3 separate regions of the Gossypium arboreum genome follow, and regions 2 and 3 are each linked to region 1. A link is a contact called in public Hi-C data. All regions are on one chromosome and are shown on one strand. The core of a region is the stretch at or near the end of the contact, and the rest is flanking DNA. Distances in the headings are between cores, read along the strand shown. Region 1 holds the start of LOC108484687 (glycerophosphodiester phosphodiesterase GDPD1, chloroplastic-like). Region 2 holds the start of LOC108486317. Region 3 holds the start of LOC108485538 (bidirectional sugar transporter SWEET15-like).

Region 1 (4,416 bases), core at 1,264-3,763:
ATCAATCAATTTCTATACTGTGAATTTTTTAACATTAAATTAAATGGCTTATATGGAAAAATAATAATAATAATAATTACATATGCGCAAACATGAACTGAAATTGAAACAAAACATGCAAATAGAAAATAAATAAATAAACAAACCGTCTTTATTTATTAATTGATAAACTAAAAGCATATTTCAAACCCTAATAATTGAATTCATCAATTAAAAAAATCCAAATTAAAGATTAAAATCAAAACCCTAAAATTTCATAAATCATTCAAAAAGAAAGAATATTAATTAATTCCTAATGATTCAATATAACGAGATTTTAATACCACTTGTTAGAATCATAAATTAATATATGATATAAAACTTAAGAAATCATAAAGCAAAATCATCATGTCAAATCATCAAGAATAATACAAGTATAAAACTAGATGCGAAGCGTATCTGAATTCATGGATCCCTTGAAATCTACAAATCTTGAGGATTTGATTTTCTAAATTAGCACACAAGAAATTTAGATAATATTTGATATCTCTTTCCTTCCTAATAATGGGATATTAAAAAAATATATATTGTATGTAATTTGAGGACCATAACCCTAATATTTATAACTTTGACATATTAGCCCTAATTCCTAATTAACACATCATTAATTAGAATTTGATTAGAACTTAATTACTATAGTATCTACACATATTTAACTCATACTTTATTTAATAATTAAAGCTCAATAAAACTTTAACCAAATTAGATCACTCTTAATTTAGGCTAATAGATAGTAAATAATAACATGTAATTATCTTTATTATATATGTGATGTCCATATTTTCCAACAATTTTTACCATGAACTTAGATTAATGATATTTGCTCAATTTTGATGCAGGTATATTTTTATCTTCAGTTCAAGTATTAAAATAAATTTTAAAAGATACAAATATCAAAGTAGACCTAATTATTAAGTTTATATGTCAAAAATCCTAATCAAAATAATATATAATTATTACATATTACCATACAAAACATAAGACTGTTTACTGTAAGAAAAATATATATCATATTAAATATTAGAATGGTGTAAATTTTTATATATTCTTTTTCACGTACGTTTTCAATCCCTTTAGTTCTTTTTAAATTTTCTTTACATATTACTCCTTATGATTTAGATCATTCCCTTAAATTCTGGTTCATCAATACCACATAATATGATATTCTGTGTTTTAGAATTTTCAGTAGCAATCTTCTCTTCTTCACTAGTCCATGTAGCTTCAGACTTTTATATTTTAACTCCCTCGACATTTGTAGTTGGTGTCTTCAAATTTGTCATGATAGAACATTATGTTTTCTCATCTATAAACTTGATGAAAATTCTCATCCTGACTTTTCAATAGGCATAGTTGAATCTATTCAATTTTGTGAGTGAAAATCAAGTGGGATCAAATTTACTATGTCAAATGTCTTAACTCTATTACCAAATTGAAAAAAAAAAAACAATTAATCTTTGTGAGCAGATACAGGAATAACTATTAAACAAGTTGCAACTTAACCAAGTGATTGTGGAAGACCAACAAACAAACACTGGAAATTAATTACAAAGTTGATCTTATGTCATTTTAGCCTTCCTCCTTTTTATTGGTCATTGGAGACTGTTCACTTGAACTATAGCATCCTAGCATTACCGATGTACTAGAGAAACTGCTGGTCGATGAACTTAATCTAGGGCAAGACTTTAGTTTGGATACTTATGTCTAGTCAAGAATCTGATGAACATGCGTTGTTTGCTTTGGGTTTTCTTGAGATTGTTTTTGTTTGTTTTCAGTGTTGTTTTCGTAGTCACGTTCTTCACTAATTGGTTTGGAGCCACAGCATAAAACATTTACCAGCCCTGTATCCATACAAAAAAAGAATCACAATTCTAGCTAGTTTAATCTATTTACGTATGAGCAGATTTGAAAATTTCTGGAAGGTTAATGAAATTCAGGAAGGCACTTTTCATGGACGAAAATTCTGAATCAAAATAATAGATTATTAAAATATTTATTTTATGTATTGTATAGATTGTCCTTCCAATTCCACAGCCTTCTACAATTTTCTTCTTCTTTCCTGGTAAAAAAAAAAAAATGAGATCCCCGCAAAGCCCACACGTAATATATTTAACTATACAATAATTAATTAATATAATTTACTCATCATTAATATAATTAATATAGTTATATATAAAATGCTCTCATAATTTCAATGTTGTAAGCTAACAATAATACGATTTTTCTTTTATTATGATAAAATTAATTATCAATATATTCACTTAATAAAGGAATAATTTCTTTATCTATTAATTTTTTTACTATGTTTATCAACAAGTGAAACTATAATAAGTAATATAACTAACGGATAACCAAAAATAGAAGAAAAGAAAAAAATGGTAAAAATGTAAACGACCGTGATTTTCTCCTGTCCTCCACCTACGGAATATTCCATCTTAAGTTTCAAGTGTGCTCCCTCTAAAATAAATCTATAAAATAAATGGCCAAATATTCCAAAGAGATGAAAAAGGTTTCTGGAGTCGGTTTAAATTCTCCACTTCCCATCTTTGTTTTTCATGTGATCTTGTTAAACAGTTCCTATGCCTGTTTCCACCGTCACCTGACCCCTTTCTTAAATTCAATGAATCTTAGCCAATTCATTAGAAAAGAATAGACAAGATATGGCCATGGCTCTCAAAGCGGTTCATGTTTGTGATGTGCCTAATCTTGATCAAGTCCCTGAGAATGCTGCATTAGCACTCTGCTCAACTCGTTTCCGAGCAGGTAAAGTTGTTGAATTTTCAATCTCCACCCTACCTTTCTTTTCTTTTTAGCTTAAAAGATCTTGTTTTAATGGGGGTATATGAATAGGTGTTAATGATGATAAAATATGCGAATGCAACATTCCCAAGTTTCTAGTAGTGGGTCACAGAGGGAACGGAATGAACATGTTGCAATCGCCTGATCCCAGAATGAAATCCATCAAAGAGAATTCTATTCTTTCTTTCAATGAGGCGGCTAAGTTTCCTATCGATTTCATTGAATTTGACGTTCAGGTGAGCCTACCATCTCTCTCCTCCCTTTCACCAAACATAGCGTATCCCGGTATAAAACCGGCGGCATGCCCCGCAATTAAACTAACTTCCACGTTTCTCTCAAATCCGCCGATGGTTTTTGAGAGAGAGAGAGCAAACATTTGTCTTTCAGTATTATTTACCCTTTCTTAGAACTTCCTTTTCTTCCTTTTCCCTTTTTTTTTTTAATTGTTGTTATTATTATTATCTACCCTACCAAACTAAGAAAAAAAGCGGTGAGGTTCTGTCTCTATTCGCCGCGAAATTGATAACTAGTTTTAATGGGGACTCGTAATGTCGATCTGGATGAGGTTGTTGTCTCATGCCCGGTAGGTCGTCAGGTGGCCCGGCCAACCCCACAATGAAAGAGATCCCACTTGCAACCCTGTTTAGCTGGTCTAAACCTTAATCTTTGATGTCTAATTCATTTTTTGTTTCATTCAGCATTCATTGTCGATTTAGTTATGAATCTGCTTTTTGTTGGGGCACTGATTGGTTTACCTTTGTTTTCTTTGAATTGCCATCTTTGGTGGTGTTTTTCTTTTTCTTTTCTTTTTTTTCTCTTTAAAAAAAAAAAACCTACATGGATGAACAAAGAACCTTTAGACGGATCTTGTAAACAAATACCAAAAAAACCTATTTGTTGTAGGTGACGAAAGATGACTACCCTGTCATTTACCATGACAACTTCATCCTCCATGAAGAAAAGGTTAGCTATTTTCACCTTTCCTCTCATAGTTTTGCATGATTCATACCCTACAATTGGTTAAGTTGCTAAATATTTTGGGTGTCAATTCCAGGGTGCCATTGTTGAGAACAGAGTTACAGAACTTGCTTTGGCTGAATTTCTTTCCTATGGACCTCAGAAACACCCTGGAAGTGTAATAATCTTTGATCTTTCTCTTTTGATCGACCATGTTCTTTTTTTGGTCTTTTGATTGACTAGTTTGCAATTCAGGAGGGAAAACCGCTTTACAGGAAAACAAAAGATGGAAGGTTCTTCGAGTGGAAGGTTGAAAAAGATGCTCCTTTGTGTACACTTGAAGAGGCTTTCCATAATGTCGATCAATCGGTGGGCTTTAATGTTGAATTGAAGTTTGATGATTTTATTGTTTATAAGGAAGAGGAACTCACACGTATACTTAAAGCTATCTTGAAGGTAAATGCTTGTTTTAGCCTTCAAGTGGTGGGGAACTCGAGACATTTTAATATTTACATTATGGTTTTTAACTAATGGATGCGGCTTCTAAAATTCATGACCAGGTGGTGTTTGAGAATGCAAAGGGCAGACAAATCTTGTTTTCTAGCTTTCAACCTGATGCAGCCC
Region 2 (4,001 bases), core at 105-2,604, 160 kb after region 1:
AATCAAGAAGAGATTTTGACCTCCTATTTTAATTTCAAAATTCCTCATCATCTTCTAAATGCTTTTTAATTGTGCCTTGAAACTGTCAGGATTAGAAGACTTTTTTGTCCAAATAGAACATATTAACTTTAGATTTTCAATCGGAACCACTGACAAACTCTTCACTGATAGTTGAACAAGTTCTTCCTCAAGAAGGGAAATCTCGTCCTTCATCATACTCCCTTATCAAAGTCACCACTCACCCTCAACCTAGCCACAATTACAAATTATTTCTCTGAATCACCAAAAAGAGCACTCTTGACTTCTTAGGTTTACAATCTTGTTATTATTCTAAGATTAATAAAAAAGTAGAATCATTCTCTATTTTTTTTTTTATAAACAAAAAATCATTCTCTTCCTACTCGCATCTGCATCTTTTCTAAACCTGTATATATCATATGTTTTATGTTCTGTTGGTTACAATTGTTTGGTTTGTTTAATGATAAAGCAGTTGGCATATTTTATGTACTGACCCCTAACCTTCAGCTTGTAGGTAATGACTTAAATTTGATAATGAGAAGCAATAATTGGCGTAGCGTAGGATGTGGTAGAAGAGTGGGTCAGTAATCAGGCTGCATTTCTCAAGTCATACGCGTGATTTTGCATATTTGGTTCGTCCAACTATATTTTAATTGGAAAACAAATCATTTAATAAAAGGTAATTTGATCAGGTGGAAGAAAATATAGCAGAAAACAAAGAAACCGGTGAGTTAGATCGCTTTCCATGATAACTAACTTCACATGCTTAGCTGACAGTTGTTCTTTCAAGAGTGGAGGGAACCATCAACAAAATCAGCCCTAGCCAAGTAGCCATGCCCATGAAGAGTGTCAAATTTGATGGGAGTTTTGAGAGACACAGATTCATCCATCCGAAACAAATCTGAATAAGAAGGTGGCCGAAATAGGAATATTGGAAAGAAAATACAAAATTCCTAGACTCAGTCCCCAAGCAACACGGTTTTTTGACCAAAAACGCCGTTTTGCTGCCTACCTTTTTTTTTTCTCGTTTTCTTTAGCTGGTCGTCGTGTTTTTAAGTTTCTAAATTAATAATCAAACGGGATTTGAATAGACTTTGAAAATTCGACACTGTTTTTCTTTATTGGGAAACAAATACACATTGAAAGCAATCGAGAAAAACAGTTATTGGTCACAAATTAAGAGTGGATCATCAACTATCCTTGTTTGATTCCCAAATCCCAATACCGGTGTTAGTACAATTAACTGACATCAGAATGACAAACTTTGCTTGTTAGTCCAGATTTTGACATCAAAATGATTCAAAACACTTTCCTTGACATTATTAACGAATTCTGTTCTAAATTATACATTTTGACACCTAATTTTAACTTAGTAATAGAAAAGGTATGAGAAGAAGATTAATATATGCAAGGAAAGAAATGGTATACGTAGCAATGGAATGAAAGCAAATCTAAGCTTTTTTGCTCTGTAAAAAAGAAAGAAAGAAAGAATTATTGTGTCTTATTATGTCAATTCTATCGTAATCGCACTCGTTATTATTCATTAAAAAAAAGGGGTATTGACTTTTGGCCTCCTACATGGTTTTATTATGATTCTAAGATGCCCCATTTGATCATCTGAATTAAAAAATAATAATAATTAAAGAATCGTAAAAAAACGGTAGGGTCGTGTTGTAACGAAGAAGTCAAAGAAAGAGCAAATTCCTGGCTACAACATATGTTGGTCACTTGATTTTTAATTGTTCATTCCTCAATGCCAAGTTTAAAACAAGAAATAATATACTCAGACAAACAAAAACAGAGAGGAGGAGGAGGAGGAGGAGGGGAGTTTTGTTTTGGAATTGGAAACTGAATCTATCTATTTTCGAGGCTGAAGAAAAATGAAGACCTCTTTAAGAAGATTGCGAGGATTGGCACATCACAAGCACGGTGGGGAAGCCAAGCAGCGGCCAGATGTTCTAGCTTTGCCTCAACTTGACGAGCTCGCTCAAGCTTCTCAGGTCTCTCTTCCCTTCTTTGCTTCTTACTATTTCCATGGTCACTGCGGTTTCTAGTTCCACTTCCTTTCCTAGATTTCATTCTTCAAATTTTCAGTTAGGGTTTTCTCTCTGATTAGGGAGGACTGAGGAGATCCTTTTATTAATTCAGAGGAATTTCTTTTTCTTTCTTTTTAGGAATGATTAATACAGTATCACTATCTATTCTCTCTCTCTTTTTTCTCTTTCCGCTGAAAATAATTGAAGTATACTGATTATATAAGTGGTTATCTATGGACTTGTATGATTTGCAGGATATGCAGGATATGAGAGATTGCTACGAAGGCTTACTTTATGCAGCTGCTGCAACTACGAATTGTGCTTACGGTATCTCATTGACATTTTTCTAGCGTTTTTCAAATTTTATTTCTTTTTCATTGAAATTACCTTTTTTTTTTCTGATTGAAGTTTGTGCTATGTTTAGAAACATGGATTTGAAAATTTGGGTGTGGATTTCATTTGCTATGTGAATTGTGAGAATGTGACATATTATATATAAATTAGTTAAGATTCGACATGGTTCTTATTTTAAAGCATATAAACATGAATTGCGAATTCTTAAATATTTATAGGTATTTCAAGTTCATTACTAAGGCACCAACAAATCTGAGAATTTAGGAAACAACCATGCGTGCTACACTTACATGCCATTATTACACAATTTACATTATTTTTTAATTCAAGTCCATTTTTTGAAATCCAAATTACCAAAGACAACCTGAAGCATGTTCTGGTTCTTCATCATTCATGTTATGCATTTAGAGGGTTTCTTGCTCTCCTTATATATATATATTTAAATTATTTCAAGCTCTTTTACAATGACATGTTTCGTTCTTTTCATGGTAATGAATACATTTGAGTTCATCTAGCATTATTATCATGTAAAGTTCTGAAATGCTTGTTTCTGCATGATGCAAATGCCATTGTTGAATCAAGTTTTCTTTTCAAGTTCAAGCCTTGGAGTGACATTATTATATACTCTGCAATGCCAATATTTAGATCTCTCATGTGGTCCTGCTATTGTCAGAATTCTCAGACTCATTGCGGGAAATGGGTACTTGTCTTCTTGCAAAAACTGCATTAAATGATGATGAAGAAAGTGGTAAGTAAATATGTTTTGTCATACCTTTGATCTCAATATTGCCAATTAATATGAACAAATAACAGATGACATTCAGTGTAAGACTTTACAATTGAACTCATTAACTTGCCAGTGAATTAGTTTTTCCTCCATAAACTACCAGTTTTGAAGTTCTTCTTGTGTTTTAGTTGAATACAGTACAAGTCTTAGCTTATTCACATATAGCATATCCGAATTTGGAATGCATCTTTTCGGTTGTTACCTTCAATCTCTCATGTTTTAGGAAGATGATTTTTTTCCTTCTCTAAATCTGATAGCATAGGACCTATTTTACCCACTTTGGCACATCCAGATAGTATGCATTATATTTCTTCTTGAACAGAATACATGGTCTGTTATATATAGCCGCAAACAATTTCAGAAATGGATGGCTGAAAATATGCTGCATTTGTTCCTGGGCAGGTAAAGTATTACTAATGCTAGGAAAAGTACAGTTCAAACTCCAGAAACTTCTTGACAGCTATGTGAGTCCTCTTTTCTTTTCTTCTTCTGTTTTCATTTTTTTTTTAAGTTATGATCTGAAATTTCTAATTAAATCTTACATCTTACTTCTTTCCTCTGCTACTGGATATTTATTTTGCATCCTTCAGCGGTCTCATATATCGCAGACAATCACAATCCCATCAGAGTCTCTTCTTAATGAACTTCGAACAGTTGAGGTTTGTTCTTAAGGAATTCATCGAATTATTGGCACATTTGTTTTGGTCTTTTGCTGCAAATTTTGCTATTTTAATCATCTGAAGCTCTGTCACTTCTGGTTTGGCTTTTGACTCTTGTCAACGTAGTGGTCAATTATTTGATCATAA
Region 3 (4,444 bases), core at 423-2,922, 160 kb before region 1:
AGCTACACAGAGGTCCTTCATAAATAGTCCATAGGCAAACCACATTACTGCACTCAATGTTAGGAAAAATGATAAGTTGAAAGGCATGAACTCAACGCTCTTTGTTCGAATTACTCGTGCCTGGGGAAAATATAATACAACATATGATTAGAAAAATATTAATTAAAAACTTGAAGAAATTAATATATATATTTGATACTGACCACAACGTTTAAGGGGGCTGCAAACACAGATACAGAGATAGCAACGCAAATCCAACCCAGAACCTGGACACGAATTGAACCTTTCACCAGGAAGTGTGTGAGAATAATGATGAATGAGAAGAGCGCAACGTTCATAGCTACAAAAAGTTTTATAGCAGACACCTGCAATTTCAAAATCATAATAATCTAGTTAAACCATCGAACTAATAGTGTGATATATTCTCACCCAAAATAAATAAATGATCATATTAATTAAAAAGTACCCTGCTGTTCTTGGTTGCATAAGCTATGTATATAGCTATGTATATAGTCTCTACAACACACCCAAAGGAGTTGATGGTGATGAGAAGGAAGGCACCCTTTTTCATTAACGCGTAATAAAGCCATAGCATCGAGCTGAACAATGCCACCTGGTAAGGCAGTGATTGGAAACTTTCCGTTGATTTCTTTTTGTATATTCTGTAGAATGTTGGTCTGAAATTTTTATGCAGAAAAAAAAGAAAAAAAGTGTTATTTTTATTAATTTCAAACCATTGTTTTAGAGTCCAGTAAAAAGGAAGATGAAAAAGAATGATGCTTACAGTGGAGCCAGATATACAAGGACTGAGATGATGTTACCTGCCACCAATTGCAAACCAATTCATTGGTTATTTATAAAAAAAAAATAAAAGAGTACAATTTGTATAATCATAAAGTTCTCGTTGCTCAACTAGAAAGCCAAAATGAATAAAAATGCATTCATGCAGATACAAAGGTATTGTTTCCAAATAAATGAATAATTTCATATGATTGGGAAGGTGGATCATCATTTAGGTGTCAACACTAAGTACTTGAAAGCGAAAGAACACATCGTGTATCTTTTTTGTTAAAAAAGTATATATAACTCCACATATTATTTAATTAATAAAGATCAATTTTTGTAAACTCGAGGGTACTTGAAAGAAAGGACAAAACCAACTTGTTGAAAACCATAAAGAAGGAACAAAAATAGTACGTGTATTATTACTTGTTTAGCTTTAACCAAATTATGACCAAACAAAAAAGCCTCCTGAAGAAATAAACTAAGTCGAGGATGGAGAAACTAACAAGGAAAACAATGAAGAAGCCCTAGCGTAACGTGTAAATATATATTACTCAAATAGAGGAGGAAAACGGGCTTAAATGAAGCTAGGACAAAAACTAAAGAAAAGAAGATGGAATACGGTGACAACATGAGGAGGAATTAGCAGCTTCAGTTCTATTCATGTCTGATGATGAGTAATGGAAATGAAGGTAAAGAGCATTTTGTTAATAATTATTACCTAAGACACCAAATGCAACTGCCAAGGAATGGTGATCTGCCATTAAGGCCATTTGTATTAAGCAAAAGAAAAGAGAGAGAGAATGAATGGAGTTGGGAGTGTGGAGCTGAAAGGGTTATAAAACCCTAGCTAGCTCTCTTTCTCAGAAACTATGATGTGGGTGAGCTGAGGGGAAGGGAAAGGGAGGGGGGGGGGTTTATATATAGGGAGGAATGGTGGCGTGGTGAATCATTGATGCAAGCACACAGTGTATGCGTATCAAACTCCTCCTACTTGCATGACAAGTGGAAACATTAGTAGGTAGCTTCGCATAAAATCATTGATTTTTTGGCCTTACCAAATTCCCCTCTTACCCCCACGTGCTTCTTTACTCGCGTGTCCTTCATTCCAACCTATTTGGCATTTTATTTCGGTGCCACCTCCTTTACGGTTTAGAATTAGACTGTATATATTTCTAATAATAATAATAATAATAATTTTTTTTTGTGTGTGCTTTTACAGTGGTATAATTAAGTTTTTAACAACTGTCATTATATAGTTAACAGTAAATATATGAACAGGGACTTACCTTGGGATGTCAACAATAATTTCACACAGTACAACAATTATATACCCCAAATAATCAACCTGCAGACACAGTCTCAGGTAAAGACTGTTTTTTCAAAAAAATTATTTAGAAAAAGAAAATCAGATTTTTGGGAAAATTTATCTTGAATTCATGATAAATTTATTAATTTTTTGTCTTTTGTCTGACAGATTTGGCATCTCAATCAAGTTCGTGTGGTCAAAATTCTCTAGTGATCATCGTGTCATTCCAAACAATCCTTTGGTTACGGGTTTTTACAAGGATTAAATATTGTTATATTTTATGAATAAGGAATAGATCTCCCATTCGCAAATGAATTTTTGTGAATATTTTTTATAAGTTGTAATAAATAAATTTACATATAATTTTTGTTAATAATATTAGAAATATATATATATATATAATTACACTAAATTTAAGTTTATATATTATTTTACACATTAAATTAAAATTCATAGATAATTTTACAACTTATTATGCTATTAAAGCCAAACATCTACAGTAAATTATATGTATTTTACTATAGTATAGCAGCTATTAAATTCAAAAGAGACGCGCATGCGTCGTTTATTAAAAAAAAGAAAGAAAAAGAGGACACCTGTATTTAAATTTTGCATTGACGCGCCGAGAACAGGGGTGGCACGATATCAGCAAAAGGGGTTACGTTACGGGGATGAGAGACCAGAAAGGTGTCCGTAGAAAAGCCTAAATTCAAGTGAAGTAATGGAAACTCTACCTTAGAAGCCGTTTCTGGTTATCTTTAAAAAAATGATAAATGGCATAATACGCGTCAGCCCTAATTATTACCATCTCTCTCAAAATGATTTCAGTTTGTTTTTTGTTTGATTGCGTTTGGATTCTGTGCATGGCAAAGGTTTCGTATGGTATACGAGAATCTGACATTCTTTTTTCTGTTTTAAGCTTTCTTCTTTTTTTCGTTTTCCTTTTCTTGTTAAGCGAGAAAGAGGTGAAAACCATGAATTTGGACCAACAAAATCATATAATTTGCCTACAAACCAGTCCTAATATTACTAACGTATCATGACGGATTCATGTATTCACTTAAATAGAAAAAACTTATGGAACATCAATGTTCTGTAAAACAATTATTAGATTCTTACTATAAAAACTTTCTTCCTAAAATGCTTTTGCTCATTGTATTACCGAGATGGAATATCAACAATGATCAATGACTAGCACATGTTAAACCACATTTGTTATGAAGCAACAAATTGAATAATAAATTAAAGTATACAATATTCTTTTAGAGTAACATGTAATTCTTATTAGATATCAACCATCAATCTAGGATTTTTATTTTGTTGAGGTTGGAAATATTTTTGGAGGATTGAAATTAAATTAAATATTTTATGATAATTTAAATACAGTTTTTGTTATTGTAAGTTTAAAATTTTATAAATTTTAAAACATTAAATCATAAATTTATCATTTTGAGGAGTTACAATGTAATTTTACCATGTATTAATTTATAACTTTTTGGATTTAAAGAGACTAAAATATAAAATTTCCATTTTAAGGGGCTCAAGGCCCTTGCTTGACTCCTTTAGTGCTGCCTAGACCTGATCATGGGTTGGGCCACTTGCCTAGGCCCAAAGGCTCACTCGAAAAGTGAGAGGGTTTGAGCAAAAATATAAGCCTAAAAAATGGGCTTGAATAAAAAAATAAGGTTCGTTTTTTAAATGGGCCGAGCTTCGGGCAGGATTTGTTTGGTCTAAGCCCAACTCGACCTGAGCTGTTTTGTTGTCATTTCGCTATTATTGCTACTATTTTGTTGTTATTGTTTGAATATTGTATAACTCTTGTTTTGTTGTTATATATGTATCACATTAGAGGTTGAGGCGTGGACACGCGTCACACGAGTGTGCCGGCGCATCCTGCCTTATCGTACACATGTAGCAACAAAGGTCGGTTGAGTGTCGCATCGAGCCAATCAAACTACTAAGCCAATTGACAAAAAATATCATAACCCAGGCTCGTTATGTTGAGTAGTAGCTACGCAAAGGATCTGGCAAGGCTAGGTCTCGCACCCAACCGATTCGACTTGTGCTGATTGCAACCTGTAAGAGATGGTTGATGTAACAACCCATTTTCAGTGGTGTAAAAAATAATGGTTTCAAGACCACAAATCCGATGTGAGAGTCCATAAATATTACTTATTTAATACTTACGAATTATTTAAGTGTCGTATTAATATTTGGTTCAATAATTTTGATGTTTGGTTAGTTAATTAAGGAATGAGGACTAAATCGTAAAAGTTACAAAAGTTAATCACTATTGATTTACATATTTTAAATGTTTATAAAAACAAGTGATGGTTTTAAATGAAAATTAGA

Evidence for each region. Hi-C and Micro-C count contacts between places; a contact is called where the count stands out from the background.
Region 2: a contact with region 1 is called in a Hi-C map of leaf, with 2.6 times the contacts expected there. The contact joins the promoter of LOC108486317 here to the promoter of LOC108484687 in region 1.
Region 3: a Hi-C map of leaf shows a contact between it and region 1, with 2.2 times the contacts expected there. The contact joins the promoter of LOC108485538 here to the promoter of LOC108484687 in region 1. A contact is called at or near these places in 2 of 5 Hi-C or Micro-C datasets (both in leaf).

The regions. Positions count from the first base shown.
Region 1 is chr3:9,387,720-9,392,135 of ASM2569848v2, reverse strand. LOC108484687 (glycerophosphodiester phosphodiesterase GDPD1, chloroplastic-like) reads left to right here and starts at 2,513. Exons shown (of 8, transcript XM_017788569.2): 1 at 2,513-2,799; 2 at 2,887-3,071; 3 at 3,739-3,798; 4 at 3,890-3,970; 5 at 4,048-4,248; 6 at 4,353-4,416. The coding sequence starts at 2,697.
Region 2 is chr3:9,227,587-9,231,587 of ASM2569848v2, reverse strand. LOC108486317 reads left to right here and starts at 1,354. Exons shown (of 11, transcript XM_017790310.2): 1 at 1,354-2,018; 2 at 2,309-2,381; 3 at 3,091-3,156; 4 at 3,598-3,659; 5 at 3,786-3,854. The coding sequence starts at 1,899.
Region 3 is chr3:9,549,063-9,553,506 of ASM2569848v2, reverse strand. It overlaps LOC108485538 (bidirectional sugar transporter SWEET15-like), which reads right to left and starts at 1,672. Exons shown (of 6, transcript XM_017789390.2): 1 at 1,505-1,672; 2 at 785-821; 3 at 467-677; 4 at 204-365; 5 at 1-120. The coding sequence starts at 1,556.